Linked DNA regions of Oryctolagus cuniculus: region 1 is linked to region 2. A link is a contact called in public Hi-C data. All regions are on one chromosome and are shown on one strand. The core of a region is the stretch at or near the end of the contact, and the rest is flanking DNA. Distances in the headings are between cores, read along the strand shown.

What was found. Hi-C and Micro-C count contacts between places; a contact is called where the count stands out from the background.
Region 1: a Hi-C map of skin fibroblasts shows a contact between it and region 2, with 1.9 times the contacts expected there. The contact joins two enhancer-like sites. A contact is called at or near these places in 2 of 6 Hi-C or Micro-C datasets (psoas muscle and skin fibroblasts).

What each region holds. Positions count from the first base shown.
Region 1 is chr13:101,726,976-101,731,092 of mOryCun1.1, reverse strand. No RefSeq gene overlaps it. Among named protein-coding and RNA genes, the nearest start is that of ZNF438, 75 kb to the right of the region's middle. Within about 2 kb of position 2,117, at least 6 of the 8 cell types and tissues checked have an H3K27ac peak or open chromatin away from gene starts, as enhancers often do.
Region 2 is chr13:101,461,332-101,465,466 of mOryCun1.1, reverse strand. No RefSeq gene overlaps it. Among named protein-coding and RNA genes, the nearest start is that of ZNF438, 190 kb to the left of the region's middle. Within about 2 kb of position 1,251, at least 4 of the 8 cell types and tissues checked have an H3K27ac peak or open chromatin away from gene starts, as enhancers often do.

The DNA.
Region 1 (4,117 bases), core at 868-3,367, 260 kb before region 2:
ATTCTGGACCCTGGGTTTCTGCTCTGGAGTGGGACGGTAGAGGCTTCGGGTAGCATCAAGCAGGAGTTCCAGGCTGCGACCTCATTGCCCCCCTCATCAGCCTGTGACCTTGGTGAGTCCTTGACCTCTGGGTCTGTAGAAAGGGACCTCAGCCGTACCTGCCCGGAGGGCTCTTGTGAGCATAACCCACGAGACCACGAAAGGTCGGCCCGGAGAAGGACCCTCCCTTTCTTTCCCAGACCTGAATAACCGAGTCTGGCTCTACCAACCCAGAACAGGAAAGGACAGAAACAAAAAAGCAAAAGTTAGTTTTGCCTGGATGACCTGCACACGGGCTCACCGTCCTTTGGTTTGCAGCCACGTGCTGCTTCCAAGTTCCTGAGAGGCAACGCCATGAGAACTCGGATCTGTTCTGCAGGACTCCGTAAACTGAGATGGAGTCGAGTTTTATAAGCAGAAAACTCTGATTACAAAACAAGATGGTCAAGGAGCGATGCTGTCTTCCCAGCCAGGGAGGAGTTGCTCACCAGAGGGAGTTTGATGGCAAAACCTCTGTCCACTCCCCGGGAGCCAGGCCAGGAACCCTGTGCTAGAGCAGGGGTGGACAGGATCAGCATGACCGCTTGGTTCTTCTTATAAAAATACTCATGTATTTGGAAAGGCAGAGTTACAGACAGAGACAGAGTTCTTCCATCTGCTGGTTCACTCCCACAACTGCCAGTGCTGGGCCAGGCCAAAGCCAGGAGCCAGGAGCTTCCTCCAGGTCTCCCATGTGGGTGGCAGGGGCTCAAGCACTTGAGCCATTTTCTGCTGCTTTTGCCATTAGCAGGGAGCCGGATCGGAAGTGGAGCAGCCGGGACAGAAACCGGCGCCCATATGGGATGCTGCATGGCAGGTGGAGGCTTCACCGGCTACCCTACAATACTGGTCCTTCTTCTTTTTAAAAAATCTAACAGTGAGGCATAGGGATAGAGAGACAGGGAGGGAGGGAAAGGGAGATGGAAGGAAGAGGAGGGAGAGAGACAGAAAGAGAGACAAAGAGAGATCGGTCCCATGCCCTGGCTCACCGCTGACATACACGGATAATAGCCAGGGCTGTGCCAAGCCACAGCCAGAATCCATGACTGGGGGCCCCAATCCAGCCCCCCCACCATGTGCTGGGCAGAAACAGCTGGCTGAGCCACCACCTGCTGCCTTCCAGGGTCACCGAGCAGGAAGCTGGCATGGATCAGGAGCAGAGCCAGGGCTCAAACCAAGTACTCTGATAAAACAGGATGTAGGAGTCCCTAACGAGGTCTTATCTGTTGGTGCGGAAGCTACCCAGGTCCTGTTGGGTTCTTTTCCAAGCTGAGGAAGTGGCAATTCAGGCGGCTACAGCCATGGAGAGGTGTCGCCTGCACACACACACACACAGAGGCTGTGCTCATGTGGGAACGTCAACCTGCCAGCACAACAGAACTAAAAAAAAGGGCCTTTAGTGGCTACAGATGAGAACACGCATACTTTGGTGTATCCTCTTTTATTATGGAATTGTATCGGCTCCCTGTAGACAGGGCAGTCTGAGCTCAGGCATAAAGTTACATTTTAATTTTTCCCTTTCTCCCGGGTGATTTTAGCATTGAACCTGACCCTCTGACCGGCCCATCTTAGTGGTTTTTTTTTTTGGGGGGGGGAGATAGTTGTTGGCTTTTTTCCCCCTCCAACTCACCTGCAAACCTCTGCTGGCTGTTTATCCTAGACTCTTGGTCCACTGCTGTTCACAGCTGGGAACATAAACAGGAAGCTGGTGTTTAGGTGGGAGTTCCCAGGAATTTTATACCACTGACCACACAGGCCAAGAGAGAAAGGAAGTAGGAAAAACTCAGTAAATACCTGGGTGACTAAGGACTGTGGAGCTCAGCTGGCTTTTCTGAACATGGAAAGGGGAGGTCTCTTCCAGGGGAAAATGCAAGAGCCCCGCACGCGGCCGGCTGGGTTTCCTGGCGCGTTCCTGGCGATCCCACCCACCCCATAACCCTCCCAGGGAAGTGCCCGCATCTGCATGCGTGGTGCGCACGTCCAGGCGTCAAGGCCCGGGCCGCCCTGCTCTTTGCTCGCAGGCGCCTAAGAGGATTGGGAATCCAGAGGGCACATGGGCACCGCCTCGTCTGGTCCCCGGGGGCCGCTGCCCGCGCCGCATTGTGCGCGGGGCCGGCCTTTCTTAGCAGCCCCTCGCGCTCCCTCCTGGCCGCCGCCTCGCCTCCTCCTCCTCCTCCTCCCCCACCGCCACGCAGGCTGCGTCCTCCCCAGCGGCCCCGCTCCCTTTCCAACTCCGAGGCGCGCGCAGGGCTCGAGGCTGGCCATCTGCACCGGTGAGATTGACAGCCGGCGCGCAAGGTCATCGCCTCCACCCTTTCTGCCCGAACAGCAGGCCACCCAGGCCTCGCCAGCAACAGGGACATCTGCTCCCCTGCATTCCCAGCGCCGCTTCTCATTTCAACAGAGCCCCCTCGCTGCGCGCCCCGCGCGGGCTCTGGGGGCGGCAGCGCGGGGAGGGGCCGCGCAGAACCCCCCAGCACCGGAGAGGCGCGCAGCTGAGGCCCCGGGCTGGCGGGGGCGGGGGGGGGGGGGAGGCGTCACGTGGCCCGGTGACGTCACGCCGGGAGGGGCGGGTGGGCGGGGTGGGCGCGGCGGCCCTGGCGCCCGGGGCGCAAGGCTGTGTCCGCGTCTGCCCTGGCCCGCGCGGCGCTGGCCGGGGAGGCCGCGCCTGGGGGAGCTGGGGCTGGGTCCCCCGGCGTCTGGACAGGTGGATTTGGGGCTTCAGGCGCGAGAGAGCAGGTGAATAATAGGCAGCCAGAACCAGGCACCCAGCTCTGAGCTGCCTGGTCCCTGGCCTGGTAGATTTTTTTTTTTTAAAAAGACAGCTTTGCAGAGCCCGCCTGGACTCTTGATGTGGGCGCCCTCACGTCCTCGCCCTGCCTTTTCTTGCTTGGCATTCGGGTCTGTGGCTGAGCGAGTTGCCCCGCTGCTGGGCTCTCACCCCTAGATCCTGAACCGGCACACACACAGGCTACTCAGGCTCGCGTCCGTGGCATGAACACCAAGGCTGGCATAAGTGACAGCAGGGACGTGAGGGCCGAGCGCTGGGTCCCGCGGTCCCCTCTTCTCCCCCACGCAGAGGGCTTGCTGTGTGCGTGGTGTCAGACAATGGACCTGCGCAAAGCAGGGAGGAGACCCCAGGCCACAGGGTCCTCCTGACTGCGTGCCGGCTGTGGCGCCCGAGGGCGCCTGGTGACAGATAACAAAAATCCGTGTCCAGAGGTTGGATACGCTTACATCTGAGGGGTCTTCAAAATGTTCCGCGGGAAAAAAAAATGCTTATTAAGAAAAAAAAAAAAAAACTATGCATGGATTTCAAAACTTTTGTTTGCTCCCAAAGAAACTTAATTCCACATGCCAAGGAACGGTTTGAAGTGCAACAGGTAACAACAGGAGGGTCCTGAACCCAGCCTCTGGGGACCAGGAGGGTTGTGGCAGTGAGCAGAGCCTGCCTTACCCACCCGGGTCCCTCTGCACCCCCTGCCCCCTCGGCCAGCCTCCTGTGAGGAGTCACTGGCCGGGTACTCACTTCCACAAGACAAGGTTTTCCTGTAAAGAATCCCATGGCTCTTTGTGATCAATGCAGGTGCAGCTTCTAGAGCCAAAATTCCCAAACCGGCCTCCTGGGGTGCCGGTCAGGGGTGGACTGTATGCACCGGACAGCGGGCCTGGGCCGTGGGGTTCCTACCCGTGAGTTGAACTGCTGGATGATCCAGACTTCTCTTCCCCTACTGAGCAACCCATCCAACTCCTCTTCTGAGGAGGATGCTTCCCACCCGCGGGGACAGCCTGGCACCAAGTGGCCCTGGTTTGGGATGGGGCTACTTTGTGGTATCCTGCAGCGCGGCGATTTAGAAACTGCAGTCTGTGGAGTGAGCGTGAGGTGGGTGCCCCTTTAAAACAAACAAACAAACAAATAAATAAATAAAAGACACCCAAACTAGTGTCTTAACTGCAGGCTTCAGTCTCAGCACAGAGTGTGACCAGGGAGCTGCTCCCAAGGCTTTGCGCTGGAGGACAGGGATAAAGGTATATGGAA
Region 2 (4,135 bases), core at 2-2,501:
CTCGGTGGTTTCTCGCCGAATTCTGCCGGTTCCTGGAGGGCTGCTGCAAGTTTGGCCGTGAGCCTCACTCTCACCTGCTGTGAGGACCCCCTCCCCTCTCCTTGGTGGAGCCAGGAGAAGGAGGGAGCCCCTGGCCTCGGGTCACCTGGCGGGCCATGATGTGAGCAGGGAGTCGCCCGCCGGTTGAAGCCGCTTTGATGCTACAGTCGCCACATCCCCGCGAACCTCTTTAATGAACCCGCTTTCTCACGGGCAAGCCGAACCAGGATTCTGAACACCCCAGGCCATCTGACCAAGACTCAGGTGTGGGTGTGGCAGCCACACTGGACACTGGACCCAGCTGAGACCTCAAAAAATAACAGAAGGCAGACACACAGAGACCGTCCATCTGCTGGTCCACTCCCCAAATGCCTGCTGCAGCTGGAACTGGGCACGCTTTCTCTAGCTTGCCTAAGCTCGTTCAAGGTGGTTTGTAACATGGGAACCGGATGCAGCGCCTGCATCCCATATGGGTGCCTGTCCAAGACCCAGCTGCTCCTCTTCCCATCCAGCTCTCTGCCATAGCCTGGGAAAGCAGTAGAAGATGGCCCAGGTCCTTGGGCCCCTGCACCCATGGGGGAGACCTAGAAGAAGCTCCTAGCTCCTGGCTTTTGCCCAGCCCAGCCCTGGCTGATGCACCCATTTGGGAAGTGAACCAGCGGATGGAAGATCTCTGTCTGTCTCTCCCTCTTTCTGTAACTCTGCCTTTAAAAATAAAAAAAAATAATAATAATAAAAAGTTTGCTCCCTACACTGCGGGCTGGTCAGGAGATGGGAACCTCAAACGCCTTCCCGTGGAAGTAGGAGAAGAATTAGGGCAGAGGGAGAGGGCTTGGCGCCCCGTGGACAGCTCAGCACCGGCAGTCTCTCCTGCCCTGCAGCCTCACGCCAGCTACAGCGGGCCGAGGGCGCAGAGGCCCCGGCAGGAGCCGCGGGGAGGAGCCAGCGCCCAGGGCGGCCTCGGGCGGGCGGGCCGCGGGAGCAGCTGCAGAGGCCGCGCCGCGCAGGGGAGACGCTGGGGGGGAGGGGGGGTGTCGGGCCCCCGGGGCAGCCGGGGCAGCCCTGTCGGCCGGGCCTTTCAGAGTTAATTAGGCCTCATGAATATGGATGGTACCGCCGACTTAATAGGGTGCAGGGGTCGTGGCCCGACCCGGCGAGGCGTGCGCAAAGAGAAGCCGGCTCTTCCCAGCTCGCTCCCCCTGCGCGCCCCGGGGGGAGGCGGGCACGCAGTCCCCGGGGCCACCGTGCCCAGGCCTGGTCCCCCTGCCTCGGAGTCCCACGGGTCCGGCCGTCCCGAGGTGCGCGCCCAGGGGAGCGGTGGCTTCTTCCTGACACGTGGCAATCGCAGCCGCCGGGACGCAGCCCCGCACCCGCTTAGGAGCCAGGAGGGCGCGCGCGCAGCCTGCAAAGGCCACCCCAGCCGGCCAGGGCGAGGGCGCGGACGGACCGGGCGGCCTCTGCAGCTCCTTCCTGCCCAGGTTCCTCTCCCAGCGCCGCGGCACGAAGCCCGGAGCCCGGAGCGAGCAAGTCACCAACTCCGGCCAGGGCGCCGCGCACAAAGCGCCCTGCATGCAGTCCCGCTGCGCGCTGCGGGGCGGGGGGCTCTGAGCCCGTCGTGGTCCACACCGCCCCCTGGTGGCCCGCAGCCGTCTGCACGCGCCGCCTCCTACCGCTGTCCTGGAACCCCCCCAAGGAGCTTCGTAGGTTAGGGGGGCGACCGCTCCCACGTCTTGTCCCTGGCCTGGGCTATAAAGACAGGGGCCCCGAAGCTCCTGGGCTAAGACATTCCAGAATTACAGGTCCAGGCCTTGGATGCAAGGCTCAGCTCCCCGTTAAATGGAGTGGTCTGGGAATGTGTAATTTGGGGTGAACCTAGAGGGGTGCGATGGGGAACAAAGGCAGGAGGCCCACCCTGAGGGGCCAGAGCCAGACTGTGGCCCAGGCCGGGCTCCTTAGCTCAGTGGCACCAGGAGCAGGTCGGGTGTTGGTTCTTAGGAGGTCATGGGTGCCTGGGAGGAAGCCCTCAGACTGGACCTGGATGGCGGCTGTGACTCCTCTCACTGTGGCCCGCGGCTGGCCTCACGGTGACCGTCTTCCCTGGCCCCTGTGTGCCCAGCCCGGACAGTCAGCAGCCAGCTGTGGGAACCTGAGCCCTGTGAGCCCTGTGTCCTCCTGGCGGCTGCCTAGGCAGCGCGGGGAGGGTGGACAAGGGCTTACGGCCCCAAGTGTTAACCTGGGTAAGATGACCCAGCCTGCGAAACCAAATATTTGCACACTCCCTCTGCACCCTCCCCCCCACCTCCCCTCCAGCCACCACCTGGCCACCAGATCTGTCCATCAGGCACAAGGGTCACTGTGCACCATGGGGATTTCTCCCAAGCTGCACCCCCTTCCCACGATGGCCAGCCTCTGCTGCCGCCTCCAGGAAGGCCCCCATTGGACACGCACAAACCATCTCCGTGGCGTAGAAGAAACCCTGTTCCCTGGAGGCGGCAGCTCTGGGCCCCTCCCAGGAGACTGTATGGATCCCATGCTGCTCATTCCCTAAATGAGGAGCTGTCTGAGCCCACCAGGAGGGGTGGCGGTGAAAGCGACACTTCTAGAAGCTTCTTCGTGCTCTCTCCCCCACCCAGCACTCCCCACTTTTGTCCCTCCTCTCTGGCCCTGGAACTGTGGAATTGCTTGGTCTCCCCGAGGCAGGATAATAATAAACCGAGGTATTGCAAGGGCCACCCCCTGCCCGGCTGCCTTCGGTTTCACTGGGGTCGCCCTGTCGGCTGAGCACTCCTCTGGGTCTCCCTGCTTGACTTTCTGGAAAATGGGAGAATGTTCCCAGAGACGGGGGACTTGGAAAATGCGAGACCTCGAAGTCTTTCTCCCAGCCCCAAGCCCCAGATCCCTGGGTAAGCACCTGGAGCCGCAGCCCTGGCTGGAGGAAGCCGCTTGTTTCCAGAATTAGCATCATCTTGGGCTCCCCTTTAAGTAAATCACCATCTCAATACGTTTTTATTCCTGTTGCATTTCTACCCCCCCCCCCCAAATTCCTGCTGCTGGTACCGTGCCAGAATGAGCTATATAATGATGTTGCTTAACAGCAACTGTGCTATCCTGTGTTGTTGACAGTAAAATAAATTAACATAATAAACGTCGTTTGCCTGGAAAAAAAAAAAACAGCTCAGGCAAAGCAGATGGCGAACACGTTTTGGTGGGACCTGTTGGTCCAAGCTTGCGCGGCTGCTATGACGCGTGCGCCGCCTGCGGCTCTCGCTCGCCCCGGTGCCCCACGCCGCTGCGGCCCTGGGCTTTGGGGGGCGAGGGGGCGCAGCGCCGGCCGAACGGAGTCGGGGCCCGCGCGGGGCCGAAGCGGCGGCAGCGGCGGCAGCGGCGGCAGCGGGGGCGCGGGGCCAGGCTTCCCCGCCGCGCACAGCCGGGGCTTCCAAGTGTCCCTGGCCATTAGCATGCAGGGCCCGTCGCCTGCCCAGCGCCCAGCCTTTGTGCGCCTGGAACAAGGGCACTTTCTTCCGGGCGGGCCAGCTTCCCGGTGCCTTGGGCTGTGAGCTCCGAGGCGGGTGCCGGATGGCGCCAGAGGGGGCAGGAAGAATGCTTTTGCCTGCAGGTCGCTGCCACCCCCGCACCCCCAACCCCCATCCCCAGGGCTTGGAGGCCCCTGGCTCTGCGAGCTGCCAGGTCGGTGATCTCCCAGGAGCGTGCATCTGGCCCAGGCCACAGGTGCTTTCTCCCAGCTGAGCCGGGCGGCAGAGCTGGGCAGGCAGCTGGACCCCCAGTCCCCAAGGTAGCACGCGCCCCTCTGGCCGAGTAGGGCTCTCCCAGATCAGAGGGGCGGGTGGAGGTAGACGTGAGAAGGGTTCACAGGGGACACCTGTGGAGAATATGGGGGTGCCAGGGCAGGGTAGGGGGCAACAAGAGCCTTGGCCTTCCCGCCAGATCTGACTCCTGGGGGGGAGGGGAGGAGGAAGGAAGGAAGGAAGGGGTAGGGGGAGAGGCTCTGAGGACAGCTCACAGCCAGGCCAGCCCAGCTCCTGGAGCCCAGTGAGATCGGACGGGGAGCGGCCTCGGGGCCAGCACTCCCATGGGC